Linked DNA regions of Zea mays: region 1 is linked to region 2. The links are chromatin contacts, called in public Hi-C maps. All regions are on one chromosome and are shown on one strand. Each heading gives the region's core, a stretch centred on a gene start, on an enhancer-like site or on the middle of the called end of the contact. The rest is flanking DNA. Distances are from core to core; before and after follow the strand shown. Region 1 holds the start of LOC100193109. Region 2 holds the start of LOC100382470.

Region 1 (4,057 bases), core at 1,110-3,609, 280 kb after region 2:
GTTGGCGATCTCCAGCGCCTGGTATTCCGACGACAGGTCGAGGCAGTCGAGGAGGTAGTCCTGGGAGAACTGGTCCGAGGTGATGTACCGGTAGATGACGTCGCCCAGCGCCGCGCGCCCGTTCTGCCACACACACACGTCCAAACGTCGTCAGCTTCAAGGTATTAATTCTCACCGGCACCGGCACGCGCGGCACAGGTGTTCGACAACCGGTCGACAGACTCTGATGAACCTTTGGCAGCGAGTCGAGGTAGGAGACCGGCACGGCCATCTCGGCCAGTGCGTTGCTGTTGATGGCCATGGCGGCCTTGAGGATCTGGCTGGCGCAGTCGCGACGGTGCTCCAGCTGCCTCCGCGTGGCCTCGCGGAGACCGCCGTGGGGCACGTGCGGCACCGGCAGCCACCACTTGTCGTCGCGGCGGTGGAACGTTCTCCGGTAGGACGCGGAGCTGTCGCAGTCCGGCGCACAGATGCCCTGGTCCACGTACCAGAACTCGACGTCCCTGAAACCTTCCAGGATTTCCTGGGAGCAGTGGCTGGCTTGTCAGTCAGTTGGAAAATGTTTGATCAGAAGGATGCTTGTTGAACTCACGAGGAGCATGTTGTCTAGCTTCCGAAGCGCCGGCAGGTTGATGTACAGATCAGACCGCGGCCTGCTTGTCATGATCTGAAAAAAAAAATGACAGCCGACAAAAGGTATTTAATCAGTCTACGCTGCTGGCAGGCATCAACGTGACAGCATTGCGCTGTTACCATAAACATGATTAGCATCATCATCCTGAACACTATTTAGCAGATACACATCCTGGAATGGACACGGTATTTGAATTGGCAGGTTTGATGAAACATCAAACATGCACAAGGGAAGGGACCGACCAAAACGGACATCACATCACATTAATGTGCTCTTTACTTTCTTTGGATCTCAGACATCACACGCTGGCTTAACTGTCCCTTTTTAATATACACACTAGATAAGGGCATCAAAACGCTAAGTACATATTTTAATGGCTCCTCGGCGATCCAGCACCGTGGATTAATCACACATGGGCATGGCTCTAGGACCTCGGACGCTGCAATTGCTCATGAGAAACTTCACATGCATATTGCTCATGAGATTCAAAATTTTTCTTTTTTTTTTATATGGTTAAAGTTAGAAATGATTTACGGCTATCTTAATTTGGAAGCGACCATATAATATAACCATAGTTGTTACCGTAGCTTACCTCAAGCCTTGTACCATCCGGGAATGTCTGCCACGTGGGCACCAGCTCCACGATGTGGTCGCTGACGCAGAGCAGGCAGTCCAACTCGCGCCGCCACATGGCCTTCTTCTCCGGCGGCAGCGGCTCCAGCCTCCAGAGCTGGCCGAACACCGTCGCTGCAGACACAGACACGTACGGCCGGCCGGCCGGCGCGCACGACGGTCAAAAACCCCATCGCGCGCATGCAGTTGCCGTCCAAGAAAGAAAGCAGTGCAACAACAATGGCTACGCGAGCGAAAAGCCAACCAGCAGCAGGTGGTTTTTGGTCACGCGCGCGCACGTAACGTACGTACCGCAGAGGTTGGTGACGGCGTTGGAGATGGCGAGCGCGGTGCAGACGCCCTTGCCGCTCCCGGACATGTCCTCGCCGAGCAGCAGCTTGGAGAACCGCTCCTTCATCATCTCCATCTCTGGCGATTTCACGCGCGGGCACGCACGACGACGGTGTGAGAGACTGCACGTCCGGCCGAGACCAAACCGATAGGAGGATTATTCGCGCTGGTGTACGTACCTGATGCTCCTCCGTGCCTGTCGGCCGCGGCGACGACGCCGCGCGGCTTCTGGTCCTTGCCGCCGCCGCCGCCCGCGGCGTCGGCCGACACAGACACGCAGGTCTTGATGATGGCCACCTTGTGCCACTCGTCGGGCGGGGCCGGGGAGTACGTGCAGGAGAAGCTGGAGGCGGCGTCGGAGCTGGCGCTGGAGCTGCTCCCGCGGCGCCCCTCCTCGTCGGCTGAGTCCGCCGTCAGCGCCTCGCTCGCCGTGTCACCTCTCGCCATCGCCGGTCGAGCGAGCGACGAATGCGTGGCTGCCTTAGCTGCCTCTATGACTATGAGGACGCGTCGGTCGTTGTTTCCCGGGAGCACGAGCGCGGAGGCCCAGGCCCCGGCTAGGCTAGACACGCCGGCGAGCGACTACGGTCGTGGCGTGCGGCGAGAGGGACAGGCAGGCTGGATCCTCGTGGGGTGGAAGTGGAATGGTGTGGATGCGATGAAAGAGAGCTTGTGACGAGTGAGAAAGAGAGAGGAGTATAGTAGTGGTAGTAAATAAAGGCTTAAAAAGAAGCGAAAGGCAGGCGGGCGAGGGAGGGAGGAGTGACCGTTGGGTTTTGAGTTGTCTTGGTGGGCTTCTTTTGGTAGAGGGGACATCACAGGACCGCAGGGGTGTGCGGGCTGACGCTGACGGTTAGAGGCTGCAGGGTTTGGTCGGTCGGCGTGGCATGGCAGCTACGCCGGGACCGTCGTCCAGGGCGGCGTGGTATCTACGTATGGATCGTCTTGCCGTTGCACGCTGTCTTTGCAGGCAGCCATGTGGAGGGATGGAGGGAGGCCGGGTTGCTGTGTCTGCAAGCCACGGAAATTCCGAGGAGGCAAAAAGGACCGTTTGGCGATCCCTCCTTACAGTCCTGGATTTGTTTAATGGCGTCGAACGTGGCCGATCAAACGGTCAATTATATTCGAGCACTGTATCTATTCTGCTTTATTAAGAGTGTAAAGTCAGCGTCCGCGTCCAAAGCTCTACTCCCACCCGTGCACCCCCGCCTGCCCCGAGGCTAACTATAGGCAGTAGATCCAGTCACGACTCGCCGAGGTCAAACTCGGACGAGAGATCTAGTCACGACTCGCCCGAGGGCAACCTCGATCGAGAGATACAGTCACGACTCGCCCGAGGGCAACCTCGATCGGGAGTCACATTCACGACCCGCCCGAGATCGACCCCGGATAAGTAATGCATTTCTGACTTGTCTGATGGCAGCTCCGGGCGGGAGATGCAGTCACGACTCGCTCGAGGCCAACCTCAGGCGGGAGACGCGGTCACGACTCGTCTGAGGCCAACCCCGGAAAAGTAGCGCATTTCCGACTCGCTCGAGGGCAACCCCAGGTGGGAGACACAGTCACGACTCGCCTGAGGCCACCCTGGGCAGGAGACGCAGTCACGTCTCGCCCAAGGCCACCCCTCGCCCGAGGCTACCCTGGCCAGGAAACGCAGTCACGACTCACCCGAGGCCAACCCCGGGCCGGAGACGCAATCACGACTCACCCGAGGCCACCTCGGGCGGGAGACGCAGTCACGACTCGACCGAGGCCAACCCCGGGCGGGAGACACAGTCACGACTCGTCCGAGGCCAACCTCGGGCGGGAGACGCAGTCACGACTCACCCGAGACCAACCCAGGACAAGCAACTCATTTTCGACTCACCCAAGGACATCTCGGGCGATGCTTCGAAATGTGCCCAACTCCGCCGACCAACTCTGCAATGCCCCGAGCAGGAGATGCAGCCACGACTCGCCCGAGGCCAACCTCGAGTGGGAGACGCAGTCACAACTCGCCCGAGGCCAACCCTAGGTGGGAGATGGAGTCACGACTCACCCGGTGGGAGAGGGTAACGACTCGCCCGAGGCCAACCCCGTATGGGAGAAAGCAGTCTCGACTCGCCCGAGGCCAACCCTCGAGCGAGAGACTTAGTCATGACTCGCTCGAGGGAAATCTCAGGCGGGAGACGCAATCACGACTCGCCTGAGGTCAATCCCGGGTGAGAGACGCAATCATGACTCGCCTGAAGCCAACCCCGCGTGAGAGACGCAGTCACGACTCGCCCGAGGGCAACAACAACAATATATGGAGTTGTTTTACGATATTGATAATGTTTGCCACACAGATTTTGCATATCATAGTGATGTTTGGCGTTCCTTATCTATGTTTCTGAAAGGGAAATAGGCTTACACCTTTTCGTAATTGATTTTGGTGGTTGAATTGCCCAACACAAATAATTAGACTAACTAGTTTGCTCT
Region 2 (4,540 bases), core at 1,960-4,459:
TCACTAGCAAATAAATAAGTGCAAGCACAAGAAAAGGCAACTTTCAATAAAGCAAAGAACTTGGCCATTGGTCTTGTTGGAAGTATGTGGGCATTTATCCCATATCTAGGATCCTTTGTTAATTCTCTCACTAATAGTAATCATGATCAAGTTGCGCAAGCAGCATATCACCGTGACATGTCTTTTCTACCTTAGCATCATCACATACTAGTTTCTAAATGGCAAATATGATATAGTGAATCTTGTAACCATTGGGTACAAAAGACATGTCATGAAAAGCCCCTAAATGTCATCACCTGAATTCAATAGCGAATAGAAGTACACATGCGACTACATATCATGGTTTGGCATATCAATTTCAGGCTCGGGTTAAAAAACTCACCTCGTCTATCACATACCAAAGCATAGGTCTAAGACCAAGCTCCGATCGCAGCCGTTCTCACATGGCTACGGAGCCTATGTATGTGTGGGATAAAGGTTGAGGAGTTTTCTTGACCTATGTGAGAAGTTCTTAATACAACGAGCAAGGGTGGTCAAGTTTTTATAGCGGCCTCATGTTTCTAGCGCGTCTGCCTAGCTTCGTAGCGTCGGTCATCTAGTCTCTACCATAGGAAGTCGTAGATGGTGGCTTCTCTGTAACTACGCTCGGCAACGATGACTCATGGTAGTTTTGAGACGCTCGGCAACGATGACTCATGGTAGTTTTGAGCTTTGCCGTGTGCGTGGGTGGGTTAGCGTGTCCTATTTCGTGGGCACATCTGCACATACATGGTGTGCCTGCTTTTTTTTGTGCATGAAACTTCTATTTTTTTAATTAAAACACCATTTGTTAAAAAAAACTTTAAAGACAACAAGATAAGAAGATATGACATTCATATACTTACGGATGTAGGAAGTGCTCGAACAGCCATGAGCGAAGAACAGACACTGCACGCTCAGGAAGCCCTCTTTGAGGCCTCCAAATGTTGTGAGCCTGGCTGAACGTGTTCACGCTGTTTCCCCTCAGGTGGTCTGCTCCACCACCCATAAGCGCAAAGTTCGCCATATCATCCTTGCCAATACCATCACTGGCAGCGACCTTGCTTGTGTTCCGTAATTGGCTCATTATCATCCCCTTCAGGAACTTGAAATGCTTAGACATTGTCCGAAGAGCCATGGAAGCAAAGGGGACGGCGTTGCTCAGCCCCGAAACCGTCTCAAACGAGGAGATCACAGATTGCAGCTGCTGGTAGTATTGTTTGTATCGCCTGCAAACCTGCAAGATTCATACACTTCTGAGTTTAAAGGTAGAACACACCCAAAATTCAGTACTTAACTAATAGCTATAACTACTTAGTGGAGCCAATAAACTCAGTAAGTTCAGCATAGGACATAGCCAGATTTTATTTTCCTGCCGAGAGACGAGACTGCACCAATTCATGTATGTTTAAGGAGTCAGGATGCTAGCACGTAGTCCCTCCTTTCTTTTTTATTTGTCACCGTTTAGTTCAAAAAATGAACGATATTCGATAACCGAGTCACTATTCTACTCTGCCTGGCAAAAATTACAACCATGAACAATAGAATTATTTTAACAAAAGAGTGGCGACCAGATAAGCAGAATCTTTCTGCAGGTTTTCACTGATGCATATGGCATCCTTCAGAAAGAAGACAAAAACTCCAGGAATCTTATCGAGTAGCAACTTTGAAAATTTCTACGGGATAAAACTAGAGAGACCTGATATATTTTGATATTCCAACATCCATATTTTGAACTGCTGGACAATTCTGTTCATGAAGAAGTTTTTCTAGTTGTCGCAAGGTAAAAAATGAAAAGGTATGCAAACCTCTCAACACCAACAGTGCAAAACAATGATTTGATGCATATAAATAACCAAAGAAACATATCCGAAAGAGCTCGATTTGCAATCCATATCTACTCTCATCAAATCACAAGCACAAGAAATAAGCTGTGCCAGAACAGCAGATAAAGATTCGAACAGGATGTAGGCTCCATGACGTGACCATGAGGTATTCGTTAGATTCTTCTCGGCGAAGAAGAAATAATTGCGACAAGAAACAAAAGCAGAGAAAAGACGTATTTTTCAATGAAGGATCAAGAAGCTCACGTCCTCCATGAGGGAGATGAGCCTGGTCTTCCTCCACTGCTGCTCGGCGCCGGAGACAGCGACCGCCTCAGCGGTAGCGCGGTCAACGCCGCCCATGCCATGCTCCATGCCGAACATACCCTCGTCGGAGAGAGGGTCCAGGTGCGGGGGCCGTCCGCCGACGTTACAGATCTCTTCGAGCAGCTTCTGCGCGGGGCCCAGGAACCTGGACCGCCCGAGGACGGCCGCGTAGCCCGTGAACGGGCCGTACGGCCCCGTGGCTACCCCCGCGGCGAGCTGCCTCCGCGGCGCGGGCGGAGGGTTCGAGGGCGCCGAAGAGAGCGAGAGCGCGAAGTTCTGGCTCGGGATCTGGACCCCGGCGCCCGCAGGTAGCGCGTGTGCTACTAGCTGCGCGTGCGCCAGCGTGGGGCTATGCGGCGAGTAGTAGGACGATGTCGACGAGGAAGCGTAGGAGTAGAAGGGTGGGGGCGCCGGCCAGGCAGTGGGCGGGGGCGAGTCGGCCGCGTCGTCGGGCGGGAACCGCAGCTTCTCGCGGCGGCTGTGCTGCGGCACGTGGTAGAGCTGCCCCGCGCCCGCGGCCTGCCCCAGCAACAGGTGCTGATGCTCCGCGCCGCCGGCCCCGTATCCACCGCCCGCCGCCGAGGACATGTTGTCGCCCGCGCACGAGCGCCGCCGGGGCCCGTACGTACTGGCGGATCGTACACGACCTGGAGCGAGAACGCGGAGAGAGAGAGAGAGAGCCCACGAGCGAAGAGGGCGGCTCCCGCACTTTGCGAGCGCCTGGCCGGGGGCTGGAATTGGGACTGAAAGGGTAGCTGCAGCAGCCGGCAGTACAGGCTGCCCGTTGCTTTCTCCCGCGTCCCGGCCGCGCGCTTTTGTGCGCTCGGTTCTGGTGGTGGTGGTGCTTTTGCTGCTGGTGGAGGTGTTCGGCTCCCGGGCTCGCTCGGCTGTCGGCTCTACCTCTACCTGTACTGTACCTCGGGGCGCCTTTCTTTGTGCAAAGGTGCGTGGCAGTCTGGCAGATGGGGGGAGGGAGGCGAAAAACAGGCGCCCGCGACGGCGAGATGGCGAGGCAAGGACGCGAAATGGTGAGCAGTGAAAGCGAAAGACAGAAAGGAGTTGGTGACTGTCTGCTCGTGTGATTGTGGTGCGAGGAGAGGGCGCGAGGTAGGACGGGGGCGTGCGGTGGAGACCCTGGCCAGGGTCAGGTACTGTATATCCCAAGCACACAGCCCAGCCTCAGGCCCTACAGTGCCAGGTATGGCCTGATGATAGTTATTGGCTTGGCATTTGGCAAGGCCTTCACTCCTCCAAAGCCGTCTCTGTATTCATCATTTATATCCCTATGTTCGGTTGTGTAAGGATTAGAAAAAATTAAGGGGATTAAACCTCTTTCTATTAATCACCCTCAATCTACCCCAACCGAATAAGTCCTAAAAATTTATTTCTCTTTTATCTTCATCTTCAGCAGCATTCTTTATATCCCATCCTCTCTATATAAAAAATAACTATATTAGAGACATATGTTATTTTAAATTTTTATACATATATATTTGTTATACTCACAAATATTTTGTACATAATTTAGTTTTGATAAATATGTTGTTTAAAGTATTAAAATAGATAGAAGAAAGGATATAGAATCTCTATATAGAGAGAACAGATGAAAATCATCTATATTTAGAGTATCAATTAGAGAACGCTGATGTAGTGATAAAAAAGGAAATCTCCACTAAATATAGGGTACAAGATGTTGTACATATTTTTGTTGGAGAGAGTCTAAACCTTAACTTTTTAGTGCCTCTCATCTTCTTTCTTCCTCACGCTCCACACAAATCATGTGACGGTAGGCTTACTATGCATGTCTCATGGTCTATTTGTAAATATCCACATAGTATCATCACATCCATCCACCTATCCATATCATCTCATATCTAAACACACCACACTCTCACATCTCATCACTACACTCTCTAGTCAACAAAGACAACTCCCTCTCATCCTTATCTCAATACTCTCAGGTTTGATCCTTATCCAAACACGAGGAAGAGAAAAAGAACACAAAACTCTCTAGTCATGCTCAAGTGAGAAACATATAGGAATCTTCATTAACCTTGGTCAGACCTATGCTTATAGATCGATCAACTCTATAGAGAATGTACACCTATAGCCACAACATTACCATCATCGACGGTGGCCTCTGTCTAGGTTGATATTAGGCTATTATCTAACCAGAATGATACCACCTACAATTCATCACCAAGTCACCCTAGAGTACCACCGACATGCTGAGACTGCGAAATGAAGTATTCCTAGTGGTCATTACATGGTTTAAGAGGATTAGAGGATACACCCTTACATAGTTACATCCCTACACTATCACTTATATCTTATGTAGTGGTGGCATCACCCCTAGCTAGAAGATCACATAT

What was found. A called contact is a pair of places that touch in the nucleus more often than the background predicts.
Region 1: a contact with region 2 is called in a Hi-C map of ear, with 2.0 times the contacts expected there. The contact joins the promoter of LOC100193109 here to the promoter of LOC100382470 in region 2. A contact is called at or near these places in 2 of 25 Hi-C or Micro-C datasets (ear and leaf).

What each region holds. Positions count from the first base shown.
Region 1 is chr8:97,794,349-97,798,405 of Zm-B73-REFERENCE-NAM-5.0, forward strand. LOC100193109 reads right to left here and starts at 2,360. Exons shown (of 7, transcript NM_001138271.2): 1 at 1,777-2,360; 2 at 1,559-1,675; 3 at 1,227-1,381; 4 at 593-667; 5 at 233-523; 6 at 1-123. The coding sequence starts at 2,044.
Region 2 is chr8:97,509,614-97,514,153 of Zm-B73-REFERENCE-NAM-5.0, forward strand. LOC100382470 reads right to left here and starts at 3,210. Exons shown (of 4, transcript NM_001175210.1): 1 at 2,109-3,210; 2 at 885-1,255. The coding sequence starts at 2,756.